2 separate regions of the Mus musculus genome follow, and region 1 is linked to region 2. A link is a contact called in public Hi-C data. All regions are on one chromosome and are shown on one strand. The core of a region is the stretch at or near the end of the contact, and the rest is flanking DNA. Distances in the headings are between cores, read along the strand shown.

The links. A called contact is a pair of places that touch in the nucleus more often than the background predicts.
Region 1: a Hi-C map of bone marrow-derived macrophages shows a contact between it and region 2, with 99 read pairs. The contact joins the promoter of Il10ra here to the enhancer-like site in region 2. A contact is called at or near these places in 4 of 39 promoter capture datasets (embryonic stem cells, liver, pre-B cells and 1 more), 2 of 15 datasets of contacts at CTCF or cohesin (CD8 T cells and large pre-B cells), 27 of 484 Hi-C or Micro-C datasets (B cells, CD4 T cells, CD8 T cells and 17 more), 13 of 115 datasets of contacts at active chromatin or transcription factors (CD8 T cells, the HPC-7 cell line, bone marrow-derived dendritic cells and 7 more) and 3 of 9 other capture datasets (adipose tissue, liver and pancreatic islet).

The regions. Positions count from the first base shown.
Region 1 is chr9:45,265,469-45,271,553 of GRCm38.p6, reverse strand. It overlaps Il10ra (interleukin 10 receptor, alpha), which reads left to right and starts at 2,405. Exons shown (of 7, transcript NM_008348.3): 1 at 2,405-2,548; 2 at 4,334-4,454; 3 at 4,912-5,099; 4 at 5,899-6,065. The coding sequence starts at 2,482. Mir7086 (microRNA 7086) reads left to right here and starts at 4,847; the gene lies at 4,847-4,911.
Region 2 is chr9:45,216,782-45,223,320 of GRCm38.p6, reverse strand. The region is part of intron 1 of BC049352 (cDNA sequence BC049352); the gene reads right to left. Among named protein-coding and RNA genes, the nearest start is that of Tmprss4, 16 kb to the right of the region's middle. Within about 2 kb of position 1,595, at least 35 of the 459 cell types and tissues checked have an H3K27ac peak or open chromatin away from gene starts, as enhancers often do. A contact at or near this core is called in B cells, CD8 T cells, adipose tissue and 4 more, where this site is marked.

The DNA of each region.
Region 1 (6,085 bases), core at 1,156-3,655, 47 kb before region 2:
ACCGGAAAACAGTTGTCCCATGTTCCCAGGAAAAGGACAGGGATTTGTTTGTTCAGTACCTGGCTGGTGTCTGCTATGCAGTGTAAAGTGTTTTATGGAGTCCTTGACACACCTTAAGAGTCCGAGCATATGAAAATCCTGTTATTTACCATCTGTTCCAATATGGATGCTCACAAAAGAACCCCTGAAGAACAAGCTACTCAACACAAAACAGCATGCATGTGGGCTTCTTCTAATTTTTTTTCTTTCCTCGGGTATGATAATTATGTGCCTAATGCAGCTTCTCCCTGGGTGCTATGCAGGAAGCAGGGAGTGTAGCAGGAAGCCCACACTCAATGCTGGTTCTGCCCCGAGCAAGGGCCAAATTATGTCAGCCCTAGGATGTGTGCCCACTTTACAGACTTCTCTAAAACTGCTGTATCCCCTCATCTCCAATGTCCCAATCCCCTCCCTATCCATCCATCAACTTGCCTATTACAACGCAGCGCTCAAGTCTCAGATAACCGGCCACCTCTGCCATGGAACCTTCCTTGTTCTCAGCCCTGTGTCCCCTTGTTAGTCTGTACTTTCCTTCCCAGAAACTGTTAAAATCTCCGCTCACTTTCTGTCTCTGGCAAGGTGGTTTCTAGAGGAAGGGGCCTGGTTTTGGCCAGCATCAGCTTGTGACTGTAAATTCTGGTATGTGGAAGAACCATCTCGATCGTCCCTTAAAACAGCCAAGGTGCAAGGCTTTAAAATTCTTATAACTCAACCAAAAACTAAAAGGAAGACAACTGAGGAAGAAACACCGCAGTGTCCTCTTTTTTAAGAGGTAAACGGGGACTAAGAAGTCATGCCCGGGTACTTGCGTCACGCCTGGGTACTTGTGTCACGCCAAGCAGTATATGTGCTTTACCAGCGGAAGGATGGGCAGTGCAGAACAGCAATTAAAACAAAGTCCTCCCACATTAAGAAGTCTGAAGTTTTCCAACATGGCTGACATGAGGGTATTCACAGTGACGAGGGTATCCCTGAGTGTGGTTCTCACTGATTGTGTGTGTGTGCGTGTGTGTGTGTGTGTGTGTGTGCTCGATGCTATGGTTCACAGATATTACTTCCAACTAGCTGAATAGCTAGGGCAGCCCAGTCCTCACAGACAAGCACCTTTCCCAGTGAGTTCCCTCGGCACAGAACATGATCCCACTCCACTTGGCATCCTCTGTCTAGGCCACTGGACATAGCACTATCCACTCCCACGGTGTTTAGACAAAGCTTGTGTCTCCACAAGCCAAGGGGGTGGTGTGCATCACTAGCTCTCAGGTCACGACGGCAGTGCTCGTGTCTGACACCCCCAAGTTGGAGGGTCCTTCTCCAGGTTCAGAGGTTGCCCAAATCTTTGACATAGTAACAGTACTTTGTCATCTACGAACTTCACACCGGAGAACCATCCAATCCAATTTCCAGGAAGAAAAAGAAAAATTTAACAAATACCTCATACTGTTTTCAGTCAGTTTCTAATTTGATGGGAGGCAGGATTGGTATTGGCACTGAGAATCATGCAATTTGCAGACCGATGGCTGGCCAAGCCTTCTCAAGGCAGTAGTGTCTTCCGTGTGACAGGTAGGCTCTGAGGGGAATAGAAAGTGACTTCTTGAGAGCAAGGGCATCCTAGTGACTCCAGCCCTTCCTTGGCTTCTGTGCCTCCTCAGAACAAAAACAGGGCTTCCAGGATAGCATGAATATGTACCTGGCAGATGACCCCACGGGCGCTGTACACCTCACAATTAGATCCCTGAAAATCATGTAAGTGACATACTCACAGTATCAGCGCCACCTGCCAATAAGTCAGGTGGACAAAGCTTGGTCTCTCACACAATTAACATCTTTGGTGACACTGGAGGGCAGACAGATGTCCTGGTCACTGAAGAGGCATCTGAGTGATACCAGGTCCCTCAAGGCGCCTATTGACACTTCTAACCTGCAGATTTAGGGCAAGAACAACCTAAAGGGCCTGGGGGTGTCATGGACTCCCACCAAGAGTCAGGTAGGGACGTTCCCTCACTGTTGGCTTAGCAGAGGGCCCTGCATAGAGGTCCCAGGACTTTCACACATGTACCTGCACGCTTGTGCTTTGCTCCTGGCCCAGTCAGTAATTCCAATTGCTACAACAGAGAGGGGAAGGGGGCAAGGGGAAGGGGAGGGGGAGGGAGAGGGGAGACAGGCTGTCCAGTCGGTGTGAGAGTTAAGAGCCCAGCCACAGAAAGCCTCAGCTGCTCTTTCACCTTGAGACAAATGCCCCAGAACTAGCTAGACTTCGCTGCCTGCTGAGGTTCCTGCGGAGGTTCCCAAGCTCCGTGGGCTGAGGGCGGAGCAACGAGGCTCCGCCTTCAGGTTGATGTCAAGCTGGCCCTGTGGATCCAGCGGCAGTCTTCAGTTCTCAGGACGCCGCCGGCCGGAGGCGTAAAGGCCGGCTCCAGTGGACGATGCCGCTGTGCGCCCAGGATGTTGTCGCGTTTGCTCCCATTCCTCGTCACGATCTCCAGCCTGAGCCTAGAATTCATTGCATACGGTAGGCTCCCCAGCGCTCGCTCTGTTGCTTTAAAGTTCACATTCGCGGGAGAATCTGCTTGGATGGGCTGGGGTCCCGCCCCAGCTCCTTCATGCTGGCAAAACGGTCTCCGGCTCACCTGCTGTTTAAGTGGAGGAGGCTAAGATTAACTGTGGCTGTTTGGGAGTGGCCAGCGATGGATGGGTAAAGCCTATAGTTTCCGTCCTGTACGTACCCTTGTTCCTCAAATCATTATCCTACCACCTCCGGACAATCCATAACTTAGCCCTCACTTTTCGGCTGTTCTGGTTCTTCCGTGGGTCTGATCGTGCCCCTTCTTAGTTAGGCTCCTCTCCCTGAACCCTACCATCTCACCCCATCCCTTCTTTCTGCCCACCCTTCCCGACCACCCTGTTAGTCTTTAGCCCACAATTCATCTCCGCTGCCTGCTGCCCACCCCCCTCACACACACACACTTTACCCACTCCTCAGCTCAGGCTAGGTTCCTGTAGCCCAGGAGAGAATGAAAAAGTGGAGAGTTGGAGGGACCAAGTGGCACAGAAGTACGAAGACCGGGGACCCCAAAACACACTTTTACAGGAGTTCAAAGTAAAAAGAGCACAGTCAGTCATGTTATCTACAGAGGCACTGGGGATGTGCCCCGCTGAACATCACAAACACGGGCTGAGGTTTTCACTCCCCCTCTCAGAGTTTTGCAACTGAAACACAACCTTGAGATTCAAAGAAAGGGGTGGGGGGGGGGAAGGGCTGGGACAAGTATGTTTTCTGAGAATGACAGGGTCACTGAAAGAGAACTGAGAACTGTGACTCTCAGAGAGCTGGCAGTTTGGAGAAGGAAAGTGTTGCAGAGCTGCCTTCAAGAGGAGACATCTTAAAGGGTCAAGAAGGCTGGAGAGGAACAAGGGCTATTGTCCTTGCAACACACTTAAGCCCGCAGAACTCATCAGGAGAATTCAATAGGAATGCTTATTGTATTGTTACAAAAAGGGCAGAGGATCTCAAGGGGGTCACTCCTCTGCTCCTGGTCATACTGGCAAGCTGCTAGCTCCAGGCTCCTGTGTCAGCTCTTTAGAACTAATAGAGTGGGAGACTACAGGTACTTCACAGCTGAGTTTTCGAGGAGGCCAGGAGGCTGGACCGCTGACGTTCATTGTCTCCATTTGAGGCTCGCCTAGGCATCTGATTATACTGATGTCCATGTCTGAGCTACAGCTTTCCTAGAAACTAGGGACTGTGGGGATACCCTGTGCCTGGACCACAAGATGTCTGTGTAGACAAGCAGGGTGCCTACGGATCCAGATAAGGTCAAGGGTCATGGCTTGGATGAGAACTCAGTCCTGGAATGTCGCTAGAACAGGAACAGGCTTTGGCCAGAGAGCCAGGGACCGGCTCATCTGAGAGCCACTCCTGGCCATTATCCTGGAATGTAACAGACCCAACTTGCCTTTGTCAGTCCCTTGTGAGGCTTCTCATCCCACATCACACAAGCATAGAAAGACAAGACTCTAGCTTTGGATTCAGACACATTCTGGATATAGACCACCACCATGCCCCTTACTGGCTCCACTGGCCTTGGGCCAACTATCTGATTCTCTGGGATTCTATTTCTTCTTCACTAAGTTCGGCATGTGTCTAGAGCCCAGAGCTGCTGTGATCACTAAACCGAACATATATATGTAAAGCACCCAGCCCCTCCCTCCCAAAGTACTCTTGCGGCTTTCACCACCCTCTTCCTAGTCCCCCGGGTACCTCTGCTTTCTCTAGTGTTAGAATTCTTTCCCCTAGGGACAGAACTGCCAAGCCCTTCCTATGTGTGGTTTGAAGCCAGATTTTTCCAGCACATCCTCCACTGGAAACCTATCCCAAACCAGTCTGAGAGCACCTACTATGAAGTGGCCCTCAAACAGTAAGGAAAGAGGCACAGGGGGACCAAATGGAGGCGGGAGGGGGGGGGGACGACTAGGTGGCTACCTTACTATTGAAATGAGACTAAAAGGGACTCTGACACATACTTGCTTGAGTGTCATATGAGTTGAGCAATGTGCTGGGACCCCTAAGGTGAGCAGCTGTTGGCTTGGAGGGCTTCCTGGTATTCTGGAAAAGCATTCATAAACCTAACTACAAGAAAGGAAACAGGGGATTGCAGAGTGGGCTCATACAGTCTTAGGGGGGAATGAGCTACTTAAATTCCCACCCAGGGGCTTTCTAGAACATGGATGTCAACAGAGACCTTGGCCAAGGGCCTGAGGACTGTTCCCTTTGTCATTAAGGAAACGTTCTGCCTGGCCTTTCCCTCCCCTCTTAAGAGGAGAAAGGTTTGGGCACAAGCTGTTCCCTCAGTGTCCGTTCTGATATCTCCTCAGGTACGGAAACTCAACCTGGAATGACATCCATATCTGTAGAAAGGCTCAGGCATTGTCCTGTGATCTCACAACGTTCACCCTGGATCTGTATCACCGAAGCTATGGCTACCGGGCCAGAGTCCGGGCAGTGGACAACAGTCAGTACTCCAACTGGACCACCACTGAGACTCGCTTCACAGTGGATGAAGGTGCTTTGCCTCTACTGGGCTTAGAACATGGCCTTCCGGGACAGTTCCAGCCAGGAACTCCAGCCTAGGGCTTGTTCTGTCTGTTCTCACCACTTTAAAGTCACCAGACTTCCTGGCCAGCAAACTGACTGCCTTAACAGATCTGTCTGAGATTTTTAAAGGGAAGTGACATTGTTTATCCTCCATACGAGAGGTCTTGGGATGGGTGGGGTGTCTGTGTCATGAAAGCCACATGTATGAACTTGTCGAGTTTAGGATGAGGCACTGGATTTTGAGCACTCAGGGACACAGTTCAGATGAGGCCTGGCCCCGCGTAGAGAGAATCTCCCAGCTTGTACCTTTGAGGCTGGAAGATGTACTGATGAAAAAAAAAAATCCAAGACAATTTCTGGGGAGTCCCAGGGCAGTTAGCTAGCCACAGTGGAACCCTTCAATCCACACTGGATCTGCACAGGGTCTGGCTACAAGATGGTCTCACCCTGTAGGACTCAGAGCTAGAAGTGACATCTGGGAGGTCGCTGTTTCCCCAAGGCCAGCTTATATGCTCGGGCTCAGCTGCCTGCAGAAAGCATATGCAAGGGAGTAGCTTTAAAAGTTGTATTTCAAGGACCCAGGCTGAGCTATTCAATTCCCTGGGTGCTAGAGACCCATAAGACACATTCTCTAAGATGTTCTCATGCGGGGTAGAGCTGTAAACCTGAGGTCTAGGTTTTAGAGTTGGAAAGGTTTGATCCTAGAGTGAGGCTCTGGATGCTCTCCCTAGCCTTTGCCCTCATGTCTTCACCTGTCTCTCACTTAGTGATTCTGACAGTGGATAGCGTGACTCTGAAAGCAATGGACGGCATCATCTATGGGACAATCCATCCCCCCAGGCCCACGATAACCCCTGCAGGGGATGAGTACGAACAAGTCTTCAAGGATCTCCGAGTTTACAAGATTTCCATCCGGAAGTTCTCAGAACTAAAGGTATGATGCTCCCCAGGGCC
Region 2 (6,539 bases), core at 346-2,845:
TGGCTTCCAGCACCCGCATGGCGGCTTTACCAACACTCACAGCTCTAGTTTCAGGGGATCTGATGCCCCCGTTGACCTCCTTTGGTAGCATACACATGTGGCACACATAGATGGAGCTAACATACAGAACACACACACATACACAAAATACAAATGCATAAATCTTACATTTTTAAACAACTTTTTAAAATTCCAAATCACAGAGGCCTCAGGAAATCTGGATCGATGTCCCCTCTACACCTCTAGGCAAAAACAACCATCTCTCCCTGTGACGGTTAGCAACATTTGCCGATCTCACGTGATCCAGAATCATCTGTTAGACACACAAATGTACATCGGGTTGATTGCTATAGGAAGACCCTGAATGTGGCCAACGCATTCCACGGGATGGGTTCCTAGATTGAATACAGAGAGAAAAGAGGGCTGGGAGACGGCTCAGTGGGAGAGATGTTTCCTGTGCAAACTTGGGGACATGAATTCAGATCCTCAGCATCCAGGGAAAATAAGGAAGAAGCAATAGAGGGAGATGCGAGCACACACGCGCGCGTGCGCACACACACACACACACACACACAAATACACACACACACACACACACACGCACTCTAAACACCAACATCTCCCCCCCGTGGATCTTGACTGCAGATGTAATGTGACCAGGCTTCTCACCGTTCTCGCTACCATGACTCCTCCACCAACTATGGCTTCTCAAACCATGAACCAGAATAAAGGTTTCCTTCCTTAAAAGGAAAGGCCTTGGTCTTTCCTCAACTGTGTCTGCTGTCACAACTAGAAAGGTAATATACTCTCTCACCCTATAACCCTCTACCCTGCAGCCTCATCCCACAAACACTGCCTGGCACTGTCCTGTCATACCCAAGAGGACGGGCCAACTAGGCTCCTACTTCAAGGCCATGGCCTAGGGTATGGTCCTACCTGTGCTCTTGTAACCTCCCCTCTAGTTTCCCACTGGCCTTTCAGGGCCCCCAGCACATCCTGCATTCAGCAGGAAGCCATCACTCAAGTTCCAGAGTCAACAGTGCCATATTCAGCAGCCCCCTGTCACACACAGATGCTGTACCTGGAACTGCGGGTTTGGGACCCACCTGCCTTCTCTGGAGATGGATTTACCCATGTCTGTGTGCCCAGAGCCTGTCTCTCCAGCTCAAGGCAGAACCCACTCGGGTTCAGGGCAAATGTTTCTTGGATGCAGTAAATGCCCAAGCAGGGCTAATTCTGGAGACAGTGACTGAAAAGTACAGAGGGCAGTCCTGAGATCACATCACAGTGGCTGTCATACTGTAGCCATACTGTCTCTGGTTGGAAGAAGATACTGTGCTTGACCTGATCTGGGCAATTCACGTTCCTTCTTGAAGGCAATGCTTTCTCTCTACTTTCTATGGTTGCCCTCTGCCCCATAACATATACACAGCCATTTCCTTCTGTCTCCCTTGGCTCTTGAAGGAACATGAGCCACGTTCTCACTGCAAATATCTCACTGTAAAAATCTTACAAACTTTCACACCACAGCACGGAAGAACACATTCCTGTGAGCCGTGCGCCCCCTAGTGGCAGAAATGGTTCCTTTTCCAACAAGGGAAGGGCTCTTGGAAGGCTAAATGGTAGAACCGCTTATGTAATTGCCTCTTCAGGCCAGTCCTAGCTTGTTGTGTGTTTATTCAATTGTCATACACTGTTGTTTTGCCAGACAGACAAGAAAAGGAGGCCCAAGAGTCACTACAGATCTCTGGTAGAGAAGACAAACAAAGGGAGAGTCTCTTCCAGAGAAGTGTGACACACCACTTAAGTTAAAGGGAGTCTGAGAACGCTGCAAGAACCCTGATTTGGGGGTACCACTGAGAGGACTCCCTGGGATCACATGACACTATTGCTATGCTCACATCCATGTAACTGGGTAACAGTTCAGCTTCCACACGCGGGGCCCGCTGTGGTGGGAGGTAATTGTTCCAGAGTCAGAGTGTTGTGGTTCAACTGTGATAAGACACTTTGCAAGAAAATGGTGGAGTTTCTCCAGGGGCCTAGAAACCAAACCAGGAAGGGGCTGAAGTTAAGAGACCAGAGGAGTCAGGAGACCCAGTTCCTTCAGAGGAGAAAATATAGTTGTAACAAACGACGAGACCAGAAAGGAGAAGAAATGGACGACAGACCACTGAGCATTGAGTTTTGCGAAGCCATGAGGCCATTTTGTGAAATTAAATGCAAATTTTTAAAAAAATCAATAGCTATACTCAGCATCAATTCACCTACATTCATAATTTGATAACTGGCTCCAGAATCAGGCTAACCACAGGCATGAGAGTAAACTCTGTTGGCGCCAAGGAAGTAGGGCAGCTAACTGTTCTACATAAGTAGAACGTGTCCTACAGTCATTTAAAAGAATTTCCAGGCTTGGGGGGCTGAGGCAGGAGAATTACAAGTGAAGGATCTGCCTTGGGTATCTCAATAAGACCCTGTCGAGAAATAGAAAACAAAACAACAACAAACAAAAACAAACAGACAAACAAAAGACTGTAGCTCAGTGGTAGGGAGTTTGTCTTGAGAGGCCTCTCAAGTATGTGGGGCAGCTACTCTGTTGTGGGACTATTCTGTTGAAGCAGGAAGTTACTGTCCATAGCACATTTTTGGCTCCTACTCAGCCCTGGAGACTTCCTGTAGCCCCAAGGTGATCCCATACCCCTTGTGCCAGTTCTGCCCCACCTTGTATTGAGGTTTCTCCTCTAAAGCAATATCAACTCTGGTATTCACCCCAGGGCCAGGTGTATGGGAGAGTCCTGGGTTGGGATGGGTCCTGGGTGGAGTGGGCGTAGGCAGATCTGGATAGTCAGGTGGCCAAAGCATAGATACACAAGAAATTCTGGAGTTCTGGATAGGAGGGGCCCAGCGAGGGAAGAGGACTGTGCCAGGGGCTGGACTTGGCACACCTAGTCAGAAACACACTTTATGAACATTTGTTCACTCAGAGTGTGAGGAAACATGGGGTGAGTGCCTCTCTCCTGGAGTAAGGGCAGAGCAAATAAAGGGTATGCATGCATGGCAGAGTACATGGGCCCACCTGGAACTCCAGGGATAGACACTAAATATGTCCTCCTGTTAGGGTAGCCTGTAGGGACCAGGAAGAAATGAGGGGAAGGTTCAGCAGGTGAGTGTGCTTGCAACCAAGCCCAAAGACCTGAGTTTGATCCCCAGAACCAACATGGCAGAAGGAGAAAACCAACTTCTACAAGTTGTCTTCTGACCTACACATAAACACACACACACACACACACACACACACACACACACACACACACACACACTTCAGAAAATGGTTGGTGCCGTCTCCTTGCCAAATGGAAACCAGCACTCTCTGAACCCCTTTGCTTTCTTGGCCCTCAGTTAGAGCCCACTGCTTAAGAGGGAAGCCAGAGTGAGCCACAAAGGGGCAAGAAAGGCAAGTTACAGTCAGGCTGGGAAAGATAGCAGGTCCGGGACAGAGCAGGATGAGACCCACCCCAGGCCAAGTATTATCTGGGTTTGCCCAGGGCTGATGTATGTCATGCAGTCTCACTGAATCAACCGGCACTAGTAAACTCTTCTTTGGTCCAGTGTGAGGATCTGTAAAAGCCAGCATGGGTAACTAAAATGACTTTCAAAATCCTACCATCCTACAAAGACTGCCTAGCCCAAGACAGGTGTGGGACTTCTTATGCCCAATAAATACAATTCTCCTGCACCAGGCCAATGTGAAGTAAGGTGAGAGGGTCACATTTGGAAAGAATGCTATCCTGTGTGACCTGATGCTTGTAAAGTGGGTGTCACCTGGGGAGGGTGTAATGATGTCTGACTGTGCTGACAGGAAGGGGAATAGCACACAGTAGGTGACTCCATCCCTGCTGCTTGCTGAGAGATAATTTCTCTGTTCTGGGACTGTGACAGACTTTCAAACTCAGCTCAGAATGTCTAAAGGGTTCGGTAAGAAATTGCATGAAAGGATGTCTCCATAGCAACACACTACACAACTAATGGGCCACCATCTTTAAAGACCTACAGAATACAGGCACCAGATGCAGTGGGCCTCTGGGACCCTTCTTAGTATGATTCCCAGTGTGGGTCCATCTCTACTCCTTTGCTACCTCACCTAGAAAAGCAGAGTAGATTCCCTGAGTCCTGCCTCACTCCAGGTGTAGGTGGGATGCTGGGATGCTGGGATGCTGGGATGCAAGAACCCAGACAACTGCTGGGTACCAAGATCCATGATGAGCAGAAATGGTGAAGAAAGCTGAGGCCTTTCTCCACAGTGAGATTCCCAGTCTTGTTTCCATATTGAATGAGGATACCCTCTCTCACGTCCCTGTCTCCCCAACAACTGCTGGTGCTAATTAAAGCCATGTTCTAATAAAAATATCAAATAGGATTCATCAGCCTGGAGGTGTTCTGTCTTTTTCTGCTTCAGCCCATGTTGCAACGAGTAGGTCAGAGGCCTGCCTGCCACATGAAGACACTGGTCACCCCTGAGCTGCCAGATCTCACAGCCACTACCCAAACCTCCCAGGGTCCCAGCAATGACAGTAGGCAGCTCAGTCAAGCTGTAGCTTCTTTGCTTTGCAACTGGGAACCAAAGGAAGCACAGGGGCTTCATCCATCCAAGCTACACACACATACACACACACACACACACACACACACACACACACGAACACACACATGCACAAACACACACATACACACACACACGCGCACACACACACACACTCACGCACATGCACACGCACGCACACAATCATCCCTCTCCCTCCGTTTTTCTCTGAATGGCCAAGTTTGTGCTTCCAAATTAATTGCATGTAGATTTTTGGTTTTTCATATTCTGTCCTCTAAATGCCTTCACGCTATTCTTTATGTTTATTTTAGTTGGCTTCCCCTTCTCCCAAACCCTTCCTGCCTCACCATATAGCCCTGGCTTGCCTGGGATTTTCTATGTAGAGAAGACTGGCCTCAGACTCGCAGAGTGTTATGCTGGGATTAGAGGTGTGGGCCACTATGTTTGTCCTCCTATGAGCCTATCTTTATTTCTAAAGCTTTTTAACCTTTTATGCCTATCTATATTACTCTTCCATTTCCTTCCCAAATAAAAATTGTAAATGAGAATTAAGATAACCACTGACCTTCATTGACTTCACATGCCTTCCACCCCACACACATCTGGACAGAGGTTTAAGTAGATGTCTTTGGTGATCACCTTTGGAGTCATGACTAACCCATTTTCAAGATTATTCTTATTGCATTTGCTTATTTTGCATGTGTGTGGTGAATGTGCACCATGGTATAAGTACAGAGGTCAGAGGAGGACTTTCCAGAGTTTTGCTTTGCTTTGTTTTTTTCCTAATACCGTGAAACACGAGTTCCAGAGATTGAATTCAGTTCAGCAGATTTGAAGGCTTATACCTTTTGCCACTGAGCCATCTCACCGGTTGTTCTTTTGTTGGCCAAGCCCCAAGTAAACTCTGCAATCCCCAGAACCCCATTTAGAAAAGCAAAGCAGGATGCAGGAGAAGTGCTTCTCCCTGGTCAGACACCTCCCCCTGCCCAGTCTTGGCAGCTGGACAGACCCGCCCCTTCTCCACCCATCTCATCCCTGCCTTTTGCTTTGCATATCTTAGTTTTGACAATGGCAGCAAGGATATTCCCAGCCCAATTAGTATTTCCCAATGACACTGGCTTGGAGCCCCAAAGATAAGTAGCTTGAATCATCTTCACAATGGCTTGGTGACTCGGAAGAGGAGAACGACATAGGGTAGCTGTACTTGGTGGAATATGGGACTGGTCCCAGTGGTCTGGCTGGGATCTGGAGATCTAGACAGACACCACCACTGACCCCTAGCTCCTGTCTTTCCTTCAAGGGCTTCCATCACCAGGACCCTGCTCCAAGCTAGCTACAAGACACCCAGAAGCCTGGCGGAGTGAAAGACTCCACCCAAGGTTCTCCTAACCTGACTCAACCTGTTTACCTTCCTCCCCAATCCCACTCTTCACCTCTGTTCACCCCCAATTTTCTCAGTAGCACAGAAACCCCCAGGCAACAGAACCCCCACCCCCAGCATCCTGGAGCCCCCGACATTTCACTTGTTTTCCAAATGTAGGCGAGCCAGCTCTCTCCTTGTACCATGGGGGTTCCAGGGATTAAACTCAGGTCATCAGACTTGAAGGTATGCACCTGTGGCCACTGAGACATCTTTCTCCCTGCTACCCTGGTTCTCCTAACCAAAGCTGGGGAGCTGCCAACCTGGCTTAGGGAACCTCACTGGGATTCTGTCCTGAAGCCTGCCACCCTCCACCTCAGTCACTCCACAGAGAGCCAGGTGCTCTTTCCAAACAAAACAAAAACAACCAAGTCAGCCTTGTGCTTACACAATTCCTGCCAGCTGCTCCTCACCTACAGTTGTGGTCTCCAAATTTCTTTGATCTCTGCAACCACACACACACACACACACACACAAAGATACTAATGCATGCATGTACAACCTCACTTGCACACACCCACA